Regions from separate parts of the Mus musculus genome. Here all the other regions are linked to region 1. A link is a contact called in public Hi-C, HiChIP or PLAC-seq and promoter capture Hi-C data. All regions are on one chromosome and are shown on one strand. Each heading gives the region's core, a stretch centred on a gene start, on an enhancer-like site or on the middle of the called end of the contact. The rest is flanking DNA. Distances are from core to core; before and after follow the strand shown. Region 1 overlaps Acoxl (acyl-Coenzyme A oxidase-like). Region 2 has its middle 100 kb from the start of Gm14009. Region 3 has its middle 130 kb from the start of Gm14009. Region 4 overlaps Bcl2l11 (BCL2-like 11 (apoptosis facilitator)). Region 5 overlaps Gm14009 (a long non-coding RNA gene). Region 6 overlaps Morrbid (myeloid RNA regulator of BCL2L11 induced cell death). Region 7 overlaps Morrbid (myeloid RNA regulator of BCL2L11 induced cell death).

Evidence for each region. Promoter capture Hi-C pulls out the DNA fragments that hold promoters and counts their contacts. HiChIP or PLAC-seq counts read pairs in DNA pulled down with a chosen protein or histone mark. Hi-C and Micro-C count contacts between places; a contact is called where the count stands out from the background.
Region 2: a contact with region 1 is called in a Hi-C map of bone marrow-derived macrophages, with 20 read pairs. The contact joins two enhancer-like sites. A contact is called at or near these places in 8 of 39 promoter capture datasets (the C10 cell line, the HPC-7 cell line, cranial neural crest and 4 more), 2 of 15 datasets of contacts at CTCF or cohesin (the NIH/3T3 cell line and large pre-B cells), 7 of 484 Hi-C or Micro-C datasets (the BV-2 cell line, the G1E-ER4 cell line, bone marrow-derived macrophages and 3 more), 2 of 115 datasets of contacts at active chromatin or transcription factors (astrocytes and pancreatic cancer cells) and 1 of 9 other capture datasets (liver).
Region 3: a CTCF HiChIP or PLAC-seq map of CD8 T cells shows a contact between it and region 1, with 8 read pairs. The contact joins two enhancer-like sites. A contact is called at or near these places in 10 of 39 promoter capture datasets (the C10 cell line, the HPC-7 cell line, cranial neural crest and 6 more), 3 of 15 datasets of contacts at CTCF or cohesin (CD8 T cells, large pre-B cells and pro-B cells), 13 of 484 Hi-C or Micro-C datasets (B cells, the BV-2 cell line, CD4 T cells and 8 more), 8 of 115 datasets of contacts at active chromatin or transcription factors (CD8 T cells, SST interneurons, T-cell acute lymphoblastic leukemia and 5 more) and 1 of 9 other capture datasets (liver).
Region 4: a contact with region 1 is called in a Hi-C map of bone marrow-derived macrophages, with 26 read pairs. The contact joins two enhancer-like sites. A contact is called at or near these places in 8 of 39 promoter capture datasets (the C10 cell line, the HPC-7 cell line, cranial neural crest and 5 more), 2 of 15 datasets of contacts at CTCF or cohesin (CD8 T cells and large pre-B cells), 5 of 484 Hi-C or Micro-C datasets (the N1E-115 cell line, bone marrow-derived macrophages, liver and 2 more) and 3 of 115 datasets of contacts at active chromatin or transcription factors (T-cell acute lymphoblastic leukemia, Th17 cells and memory CD8 T cells).
Region 5: a promoter capture Hi-C map of liver shows a contact between it and region 1, with 7 times the contacts expected there. The contact joins two enhancer-like sites. A contact is called at or near these places in 5 of 39 promoter capture datasets (the C10 cell line, cranial neural crest, liver and 1 more), 1 of 15 datasets of contacts at CTCF or cohesin (large pre-B cells), 8 of 484 Hi-C or Micro-C datasets (forebrain and liver), 3 of 115 datasets of contacts at active chromatin or transcription factors (bone marrow-derived macrophages, memory CD8 T cells and pancreatic cancer cells) and 1 of 9 other capture datasets (adipose tissue).
Region 6: a promoter capture Hi-C map of liver shows a contact between it and region 1. The contact joins two enhancer-like sites. A contact is called at or near these places in 12 of 39 promoter capture datasets (the C10 cell line, the HPC-7 cell line, cranial neural crest and 9 more), 1 of 15 datasets of contacts at CTCF or cohesin (large pre-B cells), 8 of 484 Hi-C or Micro-C datasets (bone marrow-derived macrophages, embryonic stem cells, spermatogonia and 2 more) and 4 of 115 datasets of contacts at active chromatin or transcription factors (CD8 T cells, T-cell acute lymphoblastic leukemia, bone marrow-derived macrophages and 1 more).
Region 7: a promoter capture Hi-C map of liver shows a contact between it and region 1. The contact joins two enhancer-like sites. A contact is called at or near these places in 11 of 39 promoter capture datasets (the C10 cell line, the HPC-7 cell line, cranial neural crest and 8 more), 1 of 15 datasets of contacts at CTCF or cohesin (large pre-B cells), 4 of 484 Hi-C or Micro-C datasets (CD4 T cells, bone marrow-derived macrophages, embryonic fibroblasts and 1 more), 8 of 115 datasets of contacts at active chromatin or transcription factors (CD8 T cells, T-cell acute lymphoblastic leukemia, Th17 cells and 5 more) and 1 of 9 other capture datasets (embryonic stem cells).

The regions. Positions count from the first base shown.
Region 1 is chr2:127,889,387-127,892,086 of GRCm38.p6, forward strand. All of the region lies in intron 8 of Acoxl (acyl-Coenzyme A oxidase-like), which reads left to right. Among named protein-coding and RNA genes, the nearest start is that of Acoxl, 36 kb to the left of the region's middle. Within about 2 kb of position 1,440, at least 43 of the 459 cell types and tissues checked have an H3K27ac peak or open chromatin away from gene starts, as enhancers often do. A contact at or near this core is called in the BV-2 cell line, CD8 T cells, T-cell acute lymphoblastic leukemia and 4 more, where this site is marked.
Region 2 is chr2:128,271,605-128,274,304 of GRCm38.p6, forward strand. No RefSeq gene overlaps it. Among named protein-coding and RNA genes, the nearest start is that of Gm14009, 100 kb to the left of the region's middle. Within about 2 kb of position 1,392, at least 18 of the 459 cell types and tissues checked have an H3K27ac peak or open chromatin away from gene starts, as enhancers often do. A contact at or near this core is called in bone marrow-derived macrophages, where this site is marked.
Region 3 is chr2:128,294,501-128,297,200 of GRCm38.p6, forward strand. No RefSeq gene overlaps it. Among named protein-coding and RNA genes, the nearest start is that of Gm14009, 130 kb to the left of the region's middle. Within about 2 kb of position 1,416, at least 109 of the 459 cell types and tissues checked have an H3K27ac peak or open chromatin away from gene starts, as enhancers often do. A contact at or near this core is called in the BV-2 cell line, CD8 T cells, T-cell acute lymphoblastic leukemia and 3 more, where this site is marked.
Region 4 is chr2:128,151,251-128,153,950 of GRCm38.p6, forward strand. All of the region lies in intron 3 of Bcl2l11 (BCL2-like 11 (apoptosis facilitator)), which reads left to right. Among named protein-coding and RNA genes, the nearest start is that of Gm14009, 17 kb to the right of the region's middle. Within about 2 kb of position 1,256, at least 77 of the 459 cell types and tissues checked have an H3K27ac peak or open chromatin away from gene starts, as enhancers often do. A contact at or near this core is called in CD8 T cells, T-cell acute lymphoblastic leukemia, bone marrow-derived macrophages and 1 more, where this site is marked.
Region 5 is chr2:128,178,764-128,181,463 of GRCm38.p6, forward strand. The region is part of intron 1 of Gm14009 (a long non-coding RNA gene); the gene reads left to right. Among named protein-coding and RNA genes, the nearest start is that of Gm14009, 10 kb to the left of the region's middle. Within about 2 kb of position 1,323, at least 107 of the 459 cell types and tissues checked have an H3K27ac peak or open chromatin away from gene starts, as enhancers often do. A contact at or near this core is called in bone marrow-derived macrophages, liver and pancreatic cancer cells, where this site is marked.
Region 6 is chr2:128,337,869-128,340,568 of GRCm38.p6, forward strand. The region is part of intron 1 of Morrbid (myeloid RNA regulator of BCL2L11 induced cell death); the gene reads right to left. Among named protein-coding and RNA genes, the nearest start is that of Gm14010, 83 kb to the right of the region's middle. Within about 2 kb of position 1,298, at least 119 of the 459 cell types and tissues checked have an H3K27ac peak or open chromatin away from gene starts, as enhancers often do. A contact at or near this core is called in bone marrow-derived macrophages and liver, where this site is marked.
Region 7 is chr2:128,372,708-128,375,407 of GRCm38.p6, forward strand. The region is part of intron 1 of Morrbid (myeloid RNA regulator of BCL2L11 induced cell death); the gene reads right to left. Among named protein-coding and RNA genes, the nearest start is that of Gm14010, 49 kb to the right of the region's middle. Within about 2 kb of position 1,419, at least 95 of the 459 cell types and tissues checked have an H3K27ac peak or open chromatin away from gene starts, as enhancers often do. A contact at or near this core is called in bone marrow-derived macrophages and liver, where this site is marked.

The sequences.
Region 1 (2,700 bases), core at 190-2,689:
GAGAGAGAGAGAGAGAGAGAGAGAGAGAAGAGAATGGTAGGGGGAGAGGGAGAAGAGAGCAGAATACCAGGACTTGCTCTGTGGGTGAGAATTCTGGTGGGATGATGGTTTTAGCGTAGATGGTCCTGGGATGGGAGATTGGGGTAAGGGTACATCTGTGTCAACTATGGCGTGGAACCTTCCCAGGACCAACCACCAGAGGGCAGCAAAGACCAATTTGCGGATTGTTTCCTGACTGCTTATTTGCTTTGCTTTGGGTGTCAGAAGTGGCTGGAATTTTGCCGTTGTCAGCGGTTTATTCGGCTTCTTATCAACCACAAGTGCTGACTTTAAAAGGGCAATGGTCACTGTGAGAGTGGGGGAGCCTCAGCTGTGTGATTGCTGGGCTCAAGATCAAGCTTGTAAATAAGCTATGGTTATTTTGATGACTCCAGGGCATAATTTGACTCATAAATGTCTCCTAAAATCAAATGAACCCAACAAAACCAAAGCCCGTTGTATCACTTTGGATGGGTATAAAAATGCTTACACATTGTCGTGTTGACTCTATGGCAATTGCTTATGTTTTTACAACAGAAACGTAAACATTTATCTTTATTTTGAGTCAGGGTCTTGCAATGTATCTCTGCCTGGCTTTGAACTCCCCTTATAGACCAGGTTGGCCTCTAACTCAGAGAGATATCCCTGCCTCTTCAGGCCAGTTACTGGGATTAAAGACATATATACCGCAATATTTATCTTTTAAAAGATTAATCTGCCGCACTTTCCTCCAAAGTGAGGAGCCAGAGCTCAGTACAGCTAGAGATAAGCTTGTGTGTTGAAAGTGTGTGGAAGAACTACCGTTTTGAGCGCAGTTCCTTTTATATGGGCCCAATTTGTTCCCTTTCAGCACTGCGATGATGATAGAGATGACCTGGTGCATACCCCACAGAGACTCAGAGTGTACCAAAGAAACTAGACCATTGAAAGGGAGCATCCAGGGTTACCCTGGCAAGGGGACAGGGGCAGGTGGTGGTCGGGATCCAGGGCTAGCACCTTATAGAAGGAAAGCCCTAGGGTATTGTGGGTTGGAAGGGACCTCGGAGATTGTGTTCTATACTAAGCCCCACTGCTCTCCATGGTTGGGATTGAATCTAAGAATTCCTACATGAAGAATACAAACTCGGTCGCTCAGCTGCGCCCCACCCCCTCTTTTATAGAAATATTTCCGAGTAAGGCCTCTTGATCCCTGGCAGAGTGACCTAGAGTTGGCATGCAGCCCATCTTTCTTGAGTCACACAGCTAGGTCGTGCTTACAGATAGATGGACACTCTCAGCGCCTGTGGTAGGAGTGGAGTTTTTCAGTGCTGAAGGAGAGGGAAGTCCTTGGGCGTTCCTCCCTGTTTGATGTGGCATAGGGAACTTTAGCTGCTGTGACTGTGCCAGCAGTTCAAGGATCAGCACTGCTTGTCAGTGAGTCATCAGAGGCCAAACAGGCCTCTGGGAACCCAGCCTTCTGAGGCTCCAGGTACAGCCACGGCAGCCATGGGGACTGGGACACATGGCTGTGGACTGTTTTTCAGATGTTCCTTGCTTGGGTCCTGCTAGGAAGGAAGCTGGCCTTCCTCAGCTCTGTGGCCCACTTACTTGGGACAGAGGGTATCTGGGCTACAGCTGTAGGGAGCTGCATTGTTTCATGGAGACTGTCACCTGTCACTGGGAATCATCGTCTGTGCCACCTGGAAGGTTGGACAATGACAACCGATGGCTGGCAGGTTTTCCTCAGTGTTTCTGCCTGAAGCCATTTCCATGTAAGATGGTCCCTGTGAAGGGGACTGTCCCTTTTCTTCACATTTCACTCTGTCATGTTTCTGTCCCTTGCTTTAGTAGATTCACAGAGAAAGGGATTGAAAGAGAAAAGCCACAACTGTGGCTGGCTTTTGTTGAGAGCTTCCTGTTAAGGGACAGCATTTGAAGCATGCTATGAGCAATCACAGTTCATCTCGGCAGTCCTGTAAGGTGGATATTCTCATGAGTCTTGTATTTAGTTGAGAAATGTTGTGATCTAAAACAACATAGCAGTTTGTCCAGGGTTTGTCAGGGCTCACAGTTCACTAGGGTCCAGTTCTTACCGTGCAGGCAGGGTAGTTTTCAGGTGATAAGTCTTTGAGTGTCTTGCATAAGCCCTAGCCACAGCTGCTCCTGGATCACTGTGTGGTATACAGTCATGTTTGCTTTGATTAACTGAGCTTAACCAAAGATTTAAAAATTGTCTACATTGAAAGTCATAGAGATTCTACCCAAACTGGAATTTGTCAGATGTCAGCTGGCTAGTGGCAGGGCCAGAATCTAGGCCTCCACCCCATCTAGTGGCTCTATAGTAGGCTGCTGGCTTTTTCTAAGAGTAGTACCTTTCCGTGGTCCCAAGCATCTGTGTGCCAGGAGGGCTAATGAAGGGCTGAGGCCCGAGGCTTCTTCATACAGATGTTCTTTTATGGGGAAAGGAGCCATTTATGGCAAACATTTATGGAAGGTGTCCAGAGGAATTTTAAAAAACTCAATCCACTGTAATAATTTTCTTTCTTTTTTTCTGTTTGTTTGTTTATTTGTTTTTCAAGACAGGGTTTCTCTGTGTAGCCCTGGCTGTCCTGGAACTCACTTTGTAGACCAGGCTGGCCTTGAACTCAGAAATCCACCTGCCTCTGCCTCCCAAGTGCTGGG
Region 2 (2,700 bases), core at 142-2,641, 380 kb after region 1:
CTCTTCAGATAGAAAGATCCAGAATCATTGGTGTGACTCCTGTGTGGGAGCCCCTCTCCTTTCACCCCACCTTGGTGTCTTATGTTCTCTCCAACACCCAAGGTAGCCTGATCCTGGAACCTTTAGTTGTCATAGCCTGTAGAGAGTTGCCCTGACTGAAGAGTGTTTGTTGTTGTTTTGGTTTTGGTGTTTTGTTTTGTTTGTATTTTATTTCTGAGAGATTTTTGAAAATAAGGCCAAGAAAATGGAAAGGAGAAGTTCCTCAGATCTACAGTGATTGCCAGGTTCCTTTGAGGGCTTTAGTGTCAATAGGGCACTGAGGTTATCAAGAGAAGTCTGCCAGGTCGGATCCATGGAGCCAACAGAAGGTGAGTACCGTGTGGCAGGAGGCTTCTGTAAATCCCACTGGGGTTGGAGCACCAGTTTCCCATCTCAGCCCCCACTGGCTGACACTGGATTTTAACATCACCTTCCTCTGCTACCTCAATACAGCTCTCTGTCTCATGCCAGGGCAGAGACTTTCCTAACTCCTCCGTCCCAGCTTGGCTCATTCCATTGTCCTTCCTGCATGTGCCACCACGCACAGAGTCTAGAGTAACCCTGACAAGGTGGCTGCTGGGCACAGGCAAGGTGGCATAGATTCTGGGTTGAACCCTACCTGCCAGGCTGAGCAAGTTAACTCTTCTTGAAGTGGCTTCATCTGCAAACTAGGTTAACAATGGTGTCTCAAAAGCTATGCTGACTGCAGGGAGTAAAATTTCTTGAACTAAACATATTGCCTAGGGCTGGAGAGATGACTCCATGGCTAAAAATACGCATTGTTCTTAGAAGCAGGGGATCTGGGTTTAGTTCCGGGCACACCACATGGCAACAACCAGCCATCTTTGATCCCCCCTTCTGGCCTCCATGGGCATCAGGTATATACATAGTACACTTCCACTCATGTAGGCAAGACACCTGTGCACAAAATAAATACATCTTTAAAAGATATTTACTACAAGCCTTATGTGTGTGGTACCTGTAATCATAGCACTCAAGAGGCTGAGACAGGAGGATGGTGAGTTTGAGGTCAGCCTGGCCTACATAGTGAGATATTATCTTTTAAAAATGTGGGTGATGGAAGAGCCCTAGGAATTGTAAATACGGTATTAAAACAACTTTGTCCCTTTTGCATAAGTTCAAGTTTATCTAGCCAGAAAAGCAAGCAAACAAGGCGTTTCCCCAAGGCCAGCTTCCAGGTAAGCAAACATCAAGGGACACCTTAATAAATGAAGCTTTCTGTGCGAGCATTTCCTGTGATTGCATTCTGATATTGTACACATTTCCTGTCCTTAGTCGGAGTGCTCCGGAGCAAAGGGGAAGTGCTGCCTTTGGGAGCCAGAGTCATTTACAAGGCAGTTAACACCCTTTTGCCTGGAGCTCATCGTTATGCAAATGAGCACCACCCACCTGGCCTTGGAAGTTAAAGCCTGCCCAGCAGAGATTCTTTTTGTGCCGATTTTCTTGGATACGCTCTTTACTTCTTTTTTCCTTCCTTCCTTCCTTCCTTCCTTCCTTCCTTCCTTCCTTCCTTCCTTCCTTCCTTCCTTCTTCCCTTCCTCCCTTCCTCCCTTCCTTCCTTCCTTCCTTCCTTCCTTCCTTCCTTCCTTCCTTCCTTCCTTCCTCCCTCCCTCCCTCCCTCCCTCCCTCTCTCCCTCTTTTCCTTTCTTCCTTCTCTCCCTTTTCCCTCTTTTCTTCTCCATCCTTCCTCCTTTTTCCCTCTCTCCTATCTCTTTGTCTCTGTCCTCTCTCTCTTCTGCTGATAGCTCTCCCTACCTCTAGGTTTCCTACCATACCTTGCAGCTCCTTAATAGCCCTTAGTAGGAAAGAGACTTGAGTATGCAGCTCAGAGGCCACGCACAAATGAACTTTGTACTACATTACTGTCACTGAGCAGACACGCTGTGGCTGTGTATCTCTACACAGACCCAGAATGGTTCCCACTTAGTGGCTGCCACGTCTATTTCCTTAGGGAGTTGAGTTACTGGTACACCCACTTTATCGGAAGGATCCAGTAATGAAAGTGACAGGTGGTCTTTCATATGTGGACTGTGTTACAATTGTCGAAGTGGCAGCCATGCTGCTTGTGGTACAAAGCCTGGCCTGCTTGGTTTGAATCTTGGCTTTCTTATCCACAGTCCTGCAGTTTCTGTTCTCTTTAAATACCCGCACAGAGGCTTCTAGCTGAATCCTGCTCAGGCTTAGCTCAGAGCCTGGCACCAGCGAAAGGGCAGCCAGGGCACAGGTACCTGGCCTGATGGCATCTGTCTCACACAAATGCAAGTGATCCTCAACCCACTATGAGATGAGATAAAGCGATTTTAAGGTACAAATATTATTAGTAAACAATGCCATTTAATATCTCTAACCTAGGGAAGCTCCTGGCGAAACAACCCGACCTGAATGTGGTATAGCTTCAACGGTTTCCCCTCGCTACCCGTGTCCACTGCCCCGACCTGCAAAAGCATACTATATGGCACATCATTAAACAAGGGGCAAGATCAAGATTAAAGCAAAATAAAACTGGCAAAACAAAAGCCTTGTCCACTTCACTCTCCCAGTGCCGAGACCCCGTCCACCTGAACCTGTTCAAGTCTCGTGCACGCCACCACAGTCCCTGTGAACCCTGAGACTCTCTCACTTCCATTGTCTATGTGAAGA
Region 3 (2,700 bases), core at 166-2,665, 410 kb after region 1:
CGGGGACACACACACACACACACACACACACAGAGAGAGAGAGAGAGAGAGAGAGAGAGAGAGAGAGAGAGAGAAGAGAGAGGCCCATCCCCAGTGGCACACCAACTGGGTATCAAAGATTCAAATATGTGAGCCCACGGGGGGGGGGGGGCTTTCTCACTCAAACCACCACAGCAACAGAGTCTAGAACAGGGCTTTGGAGGCAGCCCTGACTCTCTCCCCTTTCTTTACACAGAGCACCTCATTATTCTCAGACAGTGCCATTCTGAGAGCAGGCACCAAACCGACAGTGAGTTTTGGCCAAGACTTCCCTTTTTGCATGGTTGTGAGTGACTGGTGGGGGACCTGGGTGAGTGGGACAGCCTTCAGCTATGACATGCAGCACCTGTTGTAGAGGGTCTTGGTGGGTCAGCAGTGGCCCCAGGACGACACAGGTGCTAGCCAAGAGCTCAAGAGCCATTGCCATCTCCAGACCTACCTCAAGTTATGCCTCCCCCAAGAAACAACTGCTTCTGGGTTGAACAATCTATTTAGAGAGGATGGCAAGTCACACCTCACCGTGCTCCCCACCAAATCACGAATCCACCACGTCACCATGCTTTCCTGTGGACAGAGGAGTGGCAAAGAAGCCATCCTGCCGAGCTTCCTGCTCAGGCACAATGACATCTGCTGCCCTGCTGGTGACGCGCAGCCCACCCCAGGTGTGGGAACGCTCTGGCTTCTTGTAGATTGTGGTTTCCCCGTTGAGTCAGAGGGATTGGGACAGTGCTTTGAGCAGAAGGACAGGCGGGTCACAAGACATGTGTGTGTCAAAGAGATAAATTTTGAATCTTTGACAACAGGTTTATTTCGAGTAAGCTGAGTCACTGATTACATCAAAGATCGTGCCCAGCTGGAGACACTAACAGCAAAACCCAGACCTGGGGCATTTCATGGAAGTTACCGTAAACAGTTATTTTGGGCAAAAATAGATTTTCATCTATTTGTTTATTTTTGAGACAGGGCTTGCCATGTAGCCCAGGCTGGTCTGGAATATACAATTCATTATGTAGCCCAGGTTACCTTCAAACTCAATGTCTTTGTGTCTCAGCCTTACAATGTTTGGGTTAGTGTTGTTGACATTGTTGTTTTCTACAAAGCTTTAAAACACACACAAAAAGAAATGAATTTATTACTTATCGCAACTTAGCAGAGTAGTTAAATTTATAATCTGCCTTAAATTCTATATGATTGGGAGAGGGTACCAAAAAGCAGGGAAGACCCTTGGTGAGGGTTGGGGGAGGGGTACTCAGAATACCCTTGAGATGGAGCGAGTTCATCTGATGTTTAATGTGCATAGCACCAGTGAGGCTCTCCACTCTATGGAAAGAGTGAATGTCTTTCTAAAACCTCCATGGAGTCAGGCCAGGCATCTCTTCAGACGTCTGCTTCCTGAGTCATCTTTGCCTTTTCTGTGACAGACTACTGATTCCACTGGGAACACTCTAGCCATGTGGAGTCCTTCTGAGTTCCAGGAGTCTATACTGTTGGTCACAGGGAAAGAGAAGGATCACGGGTTTGACAGAGGCTCTGGGGACAGCAGGCCTGGCTATCCAGTGGACTCCACTGGCAGAGGAGGGCTGATATTTTGCTCTGGAGGGAAGCCTGGGTGGAATAGGGTTTCCTTCAGGCTGTGCAGCAGTTCAACCAAGAGGCAGTTCAGCAGAGCAATTGAGCCATAGACAGCAAGCTCTCTCCCCGTGTTTATCTCCAGTTTCCACCTTCGATTCTTCTCAGGAGACCCAGATCCCTCCACTCTCCCCACGCTCATCTAGGAAATTGGAGCTACCTCAAGGATGCCAGGATCCTCAGAGCCCATTTCTCTGAGCAGCCAGGCTGTTGTGTCAATAGTCCGAGAACAGAAGAGCCATAGATCTCAGCCAGGTAGGAGCCTCGTGTAGCCTTGGGGGGTTCAAAGGCCCGACCCCAGTATCTGACCCATCAGCTGCTTTGATCTGCTGAAGTTTCTTTCTTCTACTTCCCACAGACTTTTATGATTTTATTACATGTGTGTTTGCTCTGTTCTGTGACAATTGAGGTGAATGAATCAGAATCACCAATTGTTTTTCCTTCTAGTCTGCCCAGGTCTGTCACCCCATCCTGCTCTGACCATTTTTTTTTTTTTTTTTTAAGATTTATTTATTTATTATATGTAAGTACACTGTAGCTGTCTTCAGACACTCCAGAAGAGGGCGTGAGATCTCATTACGGATGGTTGTGAGCCACCATGTGGTTGCTGGGATTTGAACTCAGGACCTTCGGAAGAGCATTCAGTGCTCTTAACCGCTGAGCCATCTCTCCAGGCCCCTGCTCTGACCATTTAAACCCCCTCTTGCCCTCCAGTGAGAGCACAAGCACCAATCTTCCAGGCTTCACCTTTCATGCTCCCCTCCCCCAAAGCAAGCTCAGGCTCTTTCTCCAAAACAGGAAGTTACAGATAGTGAAGTGACATCGGTCCCTGGCCTCCACTGGTAGCCTCCCCCACTCTCTCCCTCATTCTGAGCAACGTCCTCTGACTAACTCCCGAGGTTCTCCTTCCTCTCTGGAGCCCCCTTGCATCAGCGCAGCTGCCTGGACTCCTCCCAATGCCCAACTAGAATTTCCAGAACCTTCCAAGCTAGGTGGCCTCCTTCTGACCTATGGACATTCCTCTGGGGCTGG
Region 4 (2,700 bases), core at 6-2,505, 260 kb after region 1:
TCTACTCTGCAGTGTGGTACCCATCTGGAAGACTTAGGAGGATGGCAGGGGCTCTTCGGGGAGCTGTTCAGGGAGTCAGTGGGTCCAGAGAGAAGCTCAGAGGGACTGGTTGTTGGAAGGTCATGGAGAAAGCAGGCAGTTTGCGTTTAGCTGAGTGCTGAAGGGTCATTCATATCTTGCAGCCTATGTTTGAAGCCTCTTCGTCTTCGTGTCAGGGATGCGTCAATGTTCGACAACCCCATTTCACACTCATCTCCCATAGCTGTCATCAGGGCCGTCTCCATGGCTCAGCTGCCGCTCTTATACCCATACCTGGGCCAGGTGACATCAAGTGCATGTCACATAGTCCTCAGCACCTGTGGGCACTAATTATGAAAGATGTCCACTTGTGGGTATTTTGGCCATGGGCTAGGTTGCTGGGAAAGGCCTGTCAGCCCTTTAGGGTAGCTGTTGAGGGGATGTCCTCCAAGTGCCCAGCCTAAAGCTAAGACCCCTGCAGATGGGACAGTGAGTGAGTGGAAACCCTTTGTCTGATCACAAGAAACACCTTTTGGTTTACACTGCTTCCTTCCCCCTTGGTCTGGGACATGTGCAGGCATGAGTTGATTGGAGTGTACACAGACAACAGGAGAACCCAGCATCAGATAAAGTGGAGCTAAAACGGGGGTCCACACAGATCAGCTTTGATAAAACACAAGTTTCACTAAAGCAATATGCACAGGAGCATTTGTATACTTTAAACTTGAAGCCTGTCCGTCTCGCTTTCCTAAGAAAGGGAGCCCACTATGCTATCTGACTCCGTGCTTTTAGAAATGACGGTGGTTCCTATAAATCACCAACAAGGGAGAGGCCGAAATTATAGCTTGCTTGGATGAAACCAACCAGAGATGTGTGGCCTCGGGCCATGTTCTCCAGAGGCCCTCATTAATTGAAAGCTGGAGTTTAATAAGATAAGTTGCTTTCTTAAACTGTTGCCATTAAAGGCATGAATATCAATGTAAAATCACACTAGATCTGACTCACGGAAGGATGGGGTCTCTTCACATGGTAGTCGCAGGTCCCTCTTGTAGCAAACGCAGTCACTAGGAGGTAAGGTGAACTGTTATCTGCTCTTGTCTGTGACACAATTGTGTGTCGCAGTTGGAGGGAGCGGTTGGGCATTTTGGTTTTAGGCTTTGTTCATATCTGAACTGAACCACACATGCCACCTCTGTTTAGTGACTGGAGGTGGCGAGTGCTTCGGTTTCTCCCCTGAGGCAAGCGGAAAGAGCTGTGTTATTCACTCCATAGCATTGAGCTGCTTTTCTGAATGAGGGTTCCCTGTAGCTACTGAGGGAGGGCAGCTTGGCTCGTCAGCAAGTGCACCCCATCCAGAGCCACGGGGTCTACTCTAGTGTCGGATGCTGAACCCTGCGTGCTCGAGAATCTGGGTGCCATTATCACCCCGTTCTCTGTCACGTTGAGTGGTGCCAGGAACCCTGTCCACCTGGCTGCCTTTACATGCTTCGGACATGCTTTTGAAGCAAGTGCGTTGGACCCTACAGGCGCAGGCTGCATCTGTCTGGGTGTAGGCAAATATGAGAGGAGACTGAAGCACTGGGGTGTGTTCGAATGGCTGGCGGGGTGTTGGGCTAGACATCCTTGTGTTGATCTACACCACACACCACGTGTGAGGGTGCTGTGGGGCCTGGCAGGTGCTACACCTGCAGGGCTACCCGGCCGTTGTGGGATAGGGAGCCGTGAACGTGCAACCAAGAGGAGGTGCAGGTGCCCGGAGGGGAACTTCAGGCAGGTTCTCAGGGTAATTTTTTTTTTTTTTAAATCTCTGGAGGAGGAAATGAAGATGCAAAGAAAGGACGGTTTGGCCCTTCTGCAGACACATAAAAATAATAAGGTGATTGCATCATCCCTTGCCTAGACTTCACCTCGCTGAACCAAAGCAGGAGGTTTTAGTTGTGGTTAAAGTGTGTTACATCCCACTTAGCATTTCAGAACAGCATGTTCCTGCCCTGAGTTGAGTATTTTGTCCCTCGTAGCTCTCACAGGAGACATACTACCAATCTTGAACCCTGTTTGGCTGGCTGTAGAGCAGGACCCGCTTCTGGTTCTGAGGCCAGCCTGGCAGGATCCCCACCAAGCAGAACTGTGTGTCACACCTCCAGGGTGGGTGGAGAGATAGCCTCCCGCTGTGAGTGAGATTGTGAAGTGGTTTCTGTGTCCCTATAAAAGGCCTCCACTTTTAACAGTTACTGCTATACGACGCAGAGGAGATAGGATACACGTTTGGTCCTTGAGAATATTTGCAGTCTGTACATAACTGTCAAGCCAGCGTGGCCATGGTAGATCTGTGACGACCGCTCAGCTTGCTTGCTGTGCTGGGGGGTTGTGGGGGGAGCACATTTGTTCCTCTGATGTTCAGAGGCATTACGTCATACCGGTAGGGTGCCTCTTGTGCACTGTCTCCAGCCGTCTCGTGATCGCTAAGCTATGAGACCCAGGCTGTTTAGATGCACATGTTCTCTTTGTGGCAAATGGGAAGTGAATGCAGTCCCTGGGCAGCCGTTGCCTGGCCTCGAGGCAGCCGTGGGCATTGAACCAGCATGGAAATCTCAGTAAATTCTCTGTCTGAGGGTGGAGAGAGGGGAAAGGCCTCATGGCTGCTATACTCAACATTGTTTAGACGGCTGGGTTAGGATCCCA
Region 5 (2,700 bases), core at 73-2,572, 290 kb after region 1:
TCTTCCTGGAGGAAGAGACTTGGGACTAGACAGCTGAGAGCCTGTCCCGTTTCTGCTGATTTCTGACCTCAGCAGAGCTTATGAAACTCAACTCAACTCTGGTCATGAAGGCTGGCGCTGATTTTGAGTTCATCTTGTTTCCCTCACGTGTCTGGCCTGTGGACGGAACTGGGATCTTCCAGGACCCCTATAGGCACTTTCTTTGAATAGCTGCATCCTACACTAACCTCATCACCCCCTGCTCTGCCATCCCCAACTCCACCCAGCCTCTTGGACAGGTTCATCTTCTTCCAAGAGGCCTTACCTTGCTCTCCCTGACACGGTCTCTCCCACTGGTGTCTCTGGGCTTTGTTTTCCTCCTGTTCCCACCGTTGTCCACACTCATCTGAGGGTGAATCAGGTTGACTGTGGTAAGAATACTGCCCCAAGGCTCACGGTGACTGGCGCATGTGAACTGGGAGGGGAACAGAGCCCTGTACTATTCACCCACCATGGTTTTTCCCATGGTCTCTATTTGAGGACACAGGCTGTGGTGCCTCCACCATCTGGAGTATTGCCAGGCACCACGGGAGTGAGAAACAAGGACAGCTGTGAGTCAGCTCTTACCAGTGCCCATCGTCTCAAAAACGCGACGTGTCTCTTTCCCTCCTGTTCTATGGGTCTGTGGGCTTTTTGCAGGGCGAGGAGAGGCAGGAGCAGCAAGCAAGAGTATTATCCAGTGCTCTCAAAGCGAGCTCACTGGCTTGCCCCTCCCATGCCTAGCTTGTAATTTGTGCAAAGATGCAGTATGAACGGGAACCCCACTTCCGGGCCAGGATGCCCCTTTCCGTTTCAGTGGATTCTAACACACACAGTAGGAGTAGGTGATTTTGAGGACTTTGGCTCAAGAGAGCTCTGGCAAAGTTTTGGATGACGTTTCCACTAGCTGACCTCATTTTGCCCCGCGCTTTTTAGCCACAAGCTCTATGTTTTTCCCTTTGGGTGTACAAACCTCTCCCAGCCTCACCTCGTCCTTCCACCCAGCGAGAGGTTTCTAAGGAACTGGTGAGGCCACAGCTGTTCTGTGTTGAGTCCTCCCCAAAGGCCAGCACTGGGGTCAATGTTTAATCACCTTTTCATGACTCCTCATCACAAACCAGCTGGTAAGGAGACTATTGTCCTCAAGCCACTTTTATAGAAACGAGGAAACTGAAGTTCAAAGAGGTTTTTTTAAACCTCCCAGCTTGTGGGCTGGACCTTCGGGCATTTCCCTAGTCTGTGTGACTGGCACGCCTGCCTCGTGACTGGCTGGCTCCTGGACTGAAAGGGGGCTGAAAGGGTGAGTCGGTGAAGGTCGGCCCTGCAGCCAGCCGCCAGCTCGCCTGGGAACCAAGTGTTCTGTGCAGGGGTTGAAGTGCATAGATAATGGTGGAATTTACCTCTCAAGATGGCAGGGCCAAGTGTGACTTTGTTTGATAAGCTTGGATTTTATGTCTTTAGAAGCAAACAAACAAACCATCAAGTGGCAGTGTGGCTGGCTGACTGCCCAGAAGCCTGACCCAGAGGGAGAGGCATGGACTCCACCCTCAGGAGAGCCAGGGTTCTGGGGTGATGAGCTTCATGGAGTTTCCCGCCAATACCCAGGTTCCCCTGGCTGGGTTTCTTCCAGCTTCTCCTGGTCTCCTTTGTGGGGTTCTGGAGCTATGGAAGAGCTCGCCCACAGCACATCCATTTTCAGGCTCACTCACTGACAGAAGGGACGGTGGCCACAGTGAATTACACTGATACCACACGACAGGCACGCAACTAAGAACTTTATTATTTGCATTGTGGTTTCTTTTTAAAATTTTCATTAATCATAGGGAACTGAGGCAGAGGCTCCTGAGTTCTGGGCTGGGCTGGGATATATAGTGATACTCTGTCTCAACGGTAGGAATTATTGTTCCTTTTTGTAGGAAGATAGAAACCATTTATTTTTAACTTGCTAGTAACAATTTTTTTCTAGTCATTTTATCTTAATTTTTAAAATTGATACATACGATGTAAAAAATGTAGGCTTATAGGTAGTAATATGATTTTTTCCACTTTTGAGGGTAGTTTTTTTCTTTACTTCAGGTCTTTTGTTTTGTTGTTGTTGTTGTTGTTGTTGTTTTAGGGGTTTTGCTTTGCCTTATTATTGCCAGCCTCCCTGAGAGACAGAGCTGTCTAGGCTGGCCTTGAACTCCCAGACATCTGCCTGCCTCTGCCTCCCCAGTACTGGGATTAAAAGAGTGTGCCACCACTCCCTGGATAAATAGAATCTTTTTGTTGTTGGTTTTATTTTGAGATGGGGTTTCTCTGCGTAGCCCTGACTGTCTTACAAATCACTGTGTAGATTCAGAACTCAGAGATTCACCTGCCTCTGCCTTAGGAATACTGGGATTAAAGGTATGGGCCAGGAACACTGCCTTTTCTCTTTGTTTGTGGTGTGGTTTGGTTTGTTGAGGCAGAATCTCAAAATGTAGACCTGACTGGCCTGGGGCTCACAAAGAACCAAGCACCTGCCTCTGCCTTTGGAGTGCAGTGTTACATGGCCACACCCAGAGCCCAGGTGATATTTTAATACAATGTACCCATGCTTTCACTGTGAAGAACTAAAAGATAATCGAGGACACAGAGACATGTGACTTGATCTTAAAATTAATTTATTTTTAATTGGCAATTCTGAATTATATATGTATA
Region 6 (2,700 bases), core at 48-2,547, 450 kb after region 1:
GGGGCTCATTGGCCAACCAACCTAGCCCACTTGTCCAATGAGAGCACTTGGCTCAAAAACAAAACAGAAAACAAAAACAAGCCAAACAAACCACGGTGAGTGCCTAAGGACGGATGCCGGAGGCTGTTCTCTGGCTTCCATGTACACACAGACACAGACACCTACACATGTACAGACACACACATGTGATGCCTTCACAATCACTGCTGGGTCCCCTCTGCTGGACAGCTGACGAGGGATGTAGCTGGTACCTTTCCAAAAGTCCAGGCTTGACTGCATCATATTCTAGTTCATATGTATCCCTGATTGTGCCTCGAGGTACCAGTCCGGTGGACCACTCCCTTGTTACCATTCCCATATCTTCCTCATTGTGTCAAGGTCAGTGGATAAGCCATGTAGGCCCCTGGCCCACAACAGGTACCTAGGCAGCATAGGTTTGGGTTACTCTTTCTGGGCAAACATGGCCAACTCCACTGAGGGACAGTTATGCACTGAACGTCCAGGACCTTGAAAAATACCATGGTGGTTACAAAAAGAAAATGACAGAGGGCCACCACAGGGACATCCACGGTAGCCCTGAGGTGAAGCAGGTGAGCCACATTGGAACACTGACCCTTCTTCAACCAACTTGACAGCAGGTAGCAGGGGCCCCAGAAGGAGTCAAGTGTGGGTCCTCATGGAGTGATGTTTAGGGAAGCTGGCTCTTGCCTAGGCGCTTTCCCCACTGGCTGGAAGGGCTTCTTGAAGGAGAAGAGATGCCAAGGCTGGGTAAAAATGAACAGCAGGCTCATGGGGCAGGGTTCACTGTGCCCTACTTGGACTGGGGCACATGACTAGTTTTCTCTGAGCCAGCACATTTTCCATTCTAAAAATAGCTCGCAATGACCCAAGACATCTTCCCCTCCCGATAGGGCCCGTGGTTCTGTGGTGGTGTTGTTATTATTGTTTTCCCAGAATGTTTGTGATTTCTGGAAGCAGTGAGCATTGAAACCATTATGCTGTCAGTGCGTTATCTGACTGTCCCCCAGATACAACACCTTGAGGACCAATATTCGGCCCTTCGTGGAGGGAAGAGACAGCCCTGGGAGGTAAGGGGAGCCCTCCCCTTACCAACCCTCTTTAGTCAGCCTGTCTTCTCCCTCCATCATGAAAAGCAGGGGGTGCTGCTTAAGTAGAAAGGAGGAGCAGACAGCACCCCCATCCCCACCTCCATGTTAACAGCAGGGCACACCCATGAACCCCAAGGCTGTTGGCCTCTGCCAAAGCCTGACCTAGCCACAGCTGGAGGAGCTTTTAATTGAACATTGGATTTCTGTCTGCCCTGGCAACCTTCCCACATCGATGTTGGGATATTTCTGGGACGTTTAGGACACAAGCCTTTTAAAGAGGAGGTACCCAACACTAGTCAGGTGACTCCTAGGAGCCGAGTCTTTCAACTGCGGGTTTCCAAGCATGGGGCTATTTTTACATATCTGAGTGAAGGCCTATTAATTGCTGCACAAGCACTTCTAGGGAAGTTCATGTTTCCTGGAGGCCAACTGTTAACTCAAGCAATGCCAAGGCTTCTCAACGGGGCGCTGGGAGTGGGGGTTGGGAAACTTTGTGGTTTGCTAAGGAGAGACTGAAAAAAAAAAAAAAACCCACTCACTTTCCCTAAAGGGTTAATGGCTGCAGACAAGACAGCCATATTAAGTTATACCCGGCCAAGGGTGAGCAGTGGGTGAGCAACGCAGGCAAGCAAAAGAAAAAAAAAATGTAGAAAGGGGAAGATAGGAAAAAAAAAACCGCAAGCATATACACCCTCTCCCACATCTCCCAGCCCACCCCCACCCTCCGGCAGAACATTATATGTACAGGCCACAGATTGGAGTGAAGTTAAATTTGGCTCACAGGAATACAGGAAAGAAAGAAAACAGATCAAGTTACACAGAATCCTATTCAGATTTGGGCTTGGGCCTCAGCACACAATGCCTAGCTAAAGAGAACAAGGCCACGGTGTGTTGTGGAAAGCTCCACGCCCACGAGCTCTCCTTTCCCTGTAGTCATCTGCTGGCCCAGCCCTGGGCTGCAGGCTAATTCCCTGCTCTGCAGGTGGAGACGGGATAAAACAAACCAAAATGGTGTAATGGACTGCAGGAAACCCTTCTTTCAGAACTTGATCAGCCTCCAGAAAGGAAACACGCATGGACTTTTCTCCCGACAGCAATCTGTTTTCTTAGGGTGCAGCGAGCAAGAGGCCTGGTGGCCAGGGTAAATAAAACAGCCAGTGGCAGGACTTTTGGCAGGCTGGGTTGCACAGGAAATTTGAAAAGACCGCTTCCTACACTCTGATTCCAATCAAAAGTGAGCTGTCAATCTTGCAGGACGGAGGCACTTGAAAAGCACAAGCCAGGAAAGAGACGCTGCGGGGTGGAAACCCGAGTGGCAGGTGTGTGCCTGGAACCCTCTCCGGCTCCCTCGGGCTGGGTCACCTGGCTCGAACCCAGTCCCAGAAGCCGGATTCTCCAAGTCTTCCAACTGGAGCCAAACAGGACTGCTGGATCGAAACTCTAGGTGGATTTTGGCTTCTCCTTTGAGCAGCTGGGCAGGCTAAGTGGCCCCTGCATGTAAAGCCAGCTATGAGATGGTCAGGTATGTGTTAAACAGGAGAGATTAGACCCTGTCCCTTGAGCAGACAGAGAGGAGAGAGGAGAGAGTCCC
Region 7 (2,700 bases), core at 169-2,668, 480 kb after region 1:
GTCTGATGCCCAGTAAGCTATGAGATTCTACTTCTGTGTTCTTGATTTTTACTAGAGACTCCCACAAGACTTAGAAGACACCCCAGGTGATGTCTTGAGCTCCTGCCTCCAAGGACCCAAAGCAACTTCAAGTCAAGTCCACTGGGAACTCCAATTCACAAGGTGCAGAGCCCCTCAACACCTCTCCTATCTGAGACTCTAAAGATAACTGTGGGCTTACTTGAATTTGTTCCAAGTAGCCTCTATAGGAGAGAAGGAGAAAAAATAATAATAAGACAAGCCCCTCCACACACACAACCAAGCAGAGGTTGCAAGGACAGTATATGGCTGACAGAAGTTCCAGAAAGACTGTAGTTCTATTCATAACTGCACTGCTGCTCAAGGCCCCTGTGGTCAGCCTCCCTTGGTGCACCCCTGTCTGCAGATCACATCCTCAGCTCTCCAAAACAAGTGAAAGGATATTTCCAAAGGCAGAGCAGGTAGAGAGAGGCAGATGGTGCCGTGCCCTCAAAAGGTATGCTGTAGATCCAGAGCCTGCTCTGCACTCAAATCTGCCTCACACACACACACACACACACACACACACACACACACACACACACACACTGGAGCAGTTTTCCCATGAGATGGTTGAAGACAATGCTCCCATGGGAACAAGGTTAAATCTAAGCTGGCCACTGTTTCCAGCTCTGACGCTGAACAACACTGCTGACAGCTGAGAAGGCAGTACCACTCAAAACTTCCTGGGACATCTCCCTGTGCCCCCAGTGGGATACCAGCCTGAGTTCACCCTGAGCTCCAAAGGACTTTGCACTGTCCACGGCCTTTTGTTAATGACCCACATTTTTTCTGCAACCTCAGAGCGGGGAATTGCATGATTTTTGGAATAGCTCCATCTGTCCCCAAGAGATCCCTTCACAATGCATAATATACAAAGGATACAAGAAAGAGGAAATATGCAAAGTTGCTCAGACGGGTGTATTGTGTGTTTCCCGACATGAGTGTTGTTGCTGCGTGGAGTTAGGAAGGAGGGCAAATTGCCCAGCCATTGAGCTCTAGCTGAGCTGCTTCTAAGGACCCTCTCTGAAAAACAAAGCTTCCTAGAGGGTCCGGGCTCTTGACAGCAGCAACTGTGGTAATTTAGTGCCTTTGTTATTCTTTAAAAGGCCCCTATTGTCAGTGGCAGTGGGGAAGTTTCTGGAAGCTGGGGAACCTGTCTGTGTGACACCTACACAGTCAGGGGAACAGCATCCCCTCCCCACCCCCTACCCCCACCCATGAATCTCTTGGGAAAACCAGCTTCCCGTTTTGTGTCCTGTGAGCCAGCATTTTCTGACCAGGCTCACAGTATCCGCCATCTGGCCCAGGATTTCATCTGCAGCGCCTTCCTGGGTGGGCAAAGAGAAACAGGAACTGGGTGACGCACCAGTGGCTGACATGGGTGGAAGGAGAAACTGGCTTCCTCTAGTTCTACCCATGAAGCAGAGATAGATAGCCGACTGCCCTGTCCTCACCAGCCTGCCTCTTCTTAGTGGGATGCAAGAGTCAAATGGAATAGCTCAAGCAGTTACAATATGGCACTCCCAGCCAAGTGGGTACTGAAATCGCAGAGAGGGGATAGGGCCTTATAGACACAGCAGGCTAGGCCATAGAAGGAGGAAGTGGACACCCTTTCCAAGGTCACACCAGACGGGGCACAAGTGGACTAAGACTTGGGTCTTTCCCACCTAGTTCCCATGGACTAGTGGCCAAAGTTAGTGGTAAGTCCAGCTTACCACTGCAGAACCTGAATAAGCTGGCCTGGGAGCTTTTGCATGGATGAAACTAATTCCTGTGAACCCTATATTGGATGCCTACCTAGCTTTCATTGGAGAAGCCCAGGCTAGTCTATTTGGAGACTATAAGAAGTTTGTTCCCAATTCTCAGCAATTCTCAAGGACATCTTCCATAACCAAGTGGACACTGAAAGTGGTGGAGACCACCCATTCCTCCCCAGTACTGGGTTGAGCCTGAAGGGACACCTGGTCACATGTAGGGCCAAGCTGCTCTCTGCTTTGGTGAGCTTTGCTCTTCTTGTGGGTCTTTAATATTCACTATTAGCAACTCCCCATCCCCACTACGGATACACAACTTTATTTTCCCTAAGACATTATGAACAATCTGGGACCCACGAATACCATACTGAAGACAAGTACTCATTAGGGAACAGAAATGTAGTTCAGGCTAGAGGTGAAAGGTATCCATACAGAGAATGAGGCATGAGCCCTCAATGTCCCCAGCTTGTCTCTCACCAAGGTTCCTCTGTCCAGAGCTACAACCACGTATCTCTAAGCATATTTAGATCCTTTCGGGGCTTGGGTGATGTGACTTAGCTTCTACAGAATGCTCCTGGCTCAGAAAATGACTATGTATAAAGACTTTCAATGCTCTAAGGCAGAGTCTGAGTCTCTCCCAGAGCTGTTCTACCTCACCCAGCTCCTCTCATCCACTACTGAGTACAGCATCCCATCTGCCGGAGTGTCCAGATGTGTGGTTTTCACCCAAGCCGGCATCCATCCTCTCAGAAGGATGCGTGAAGGCCATCTCTTACCAAGCAGGCAGAGCCAAAAGCACAGGGAACCCAAAATCCAGAGGTGGAGCTTGACAGTCATACCCAGGTTCCCACCCAGCATCCTGGTCATCACATTCTGATGCCAGATG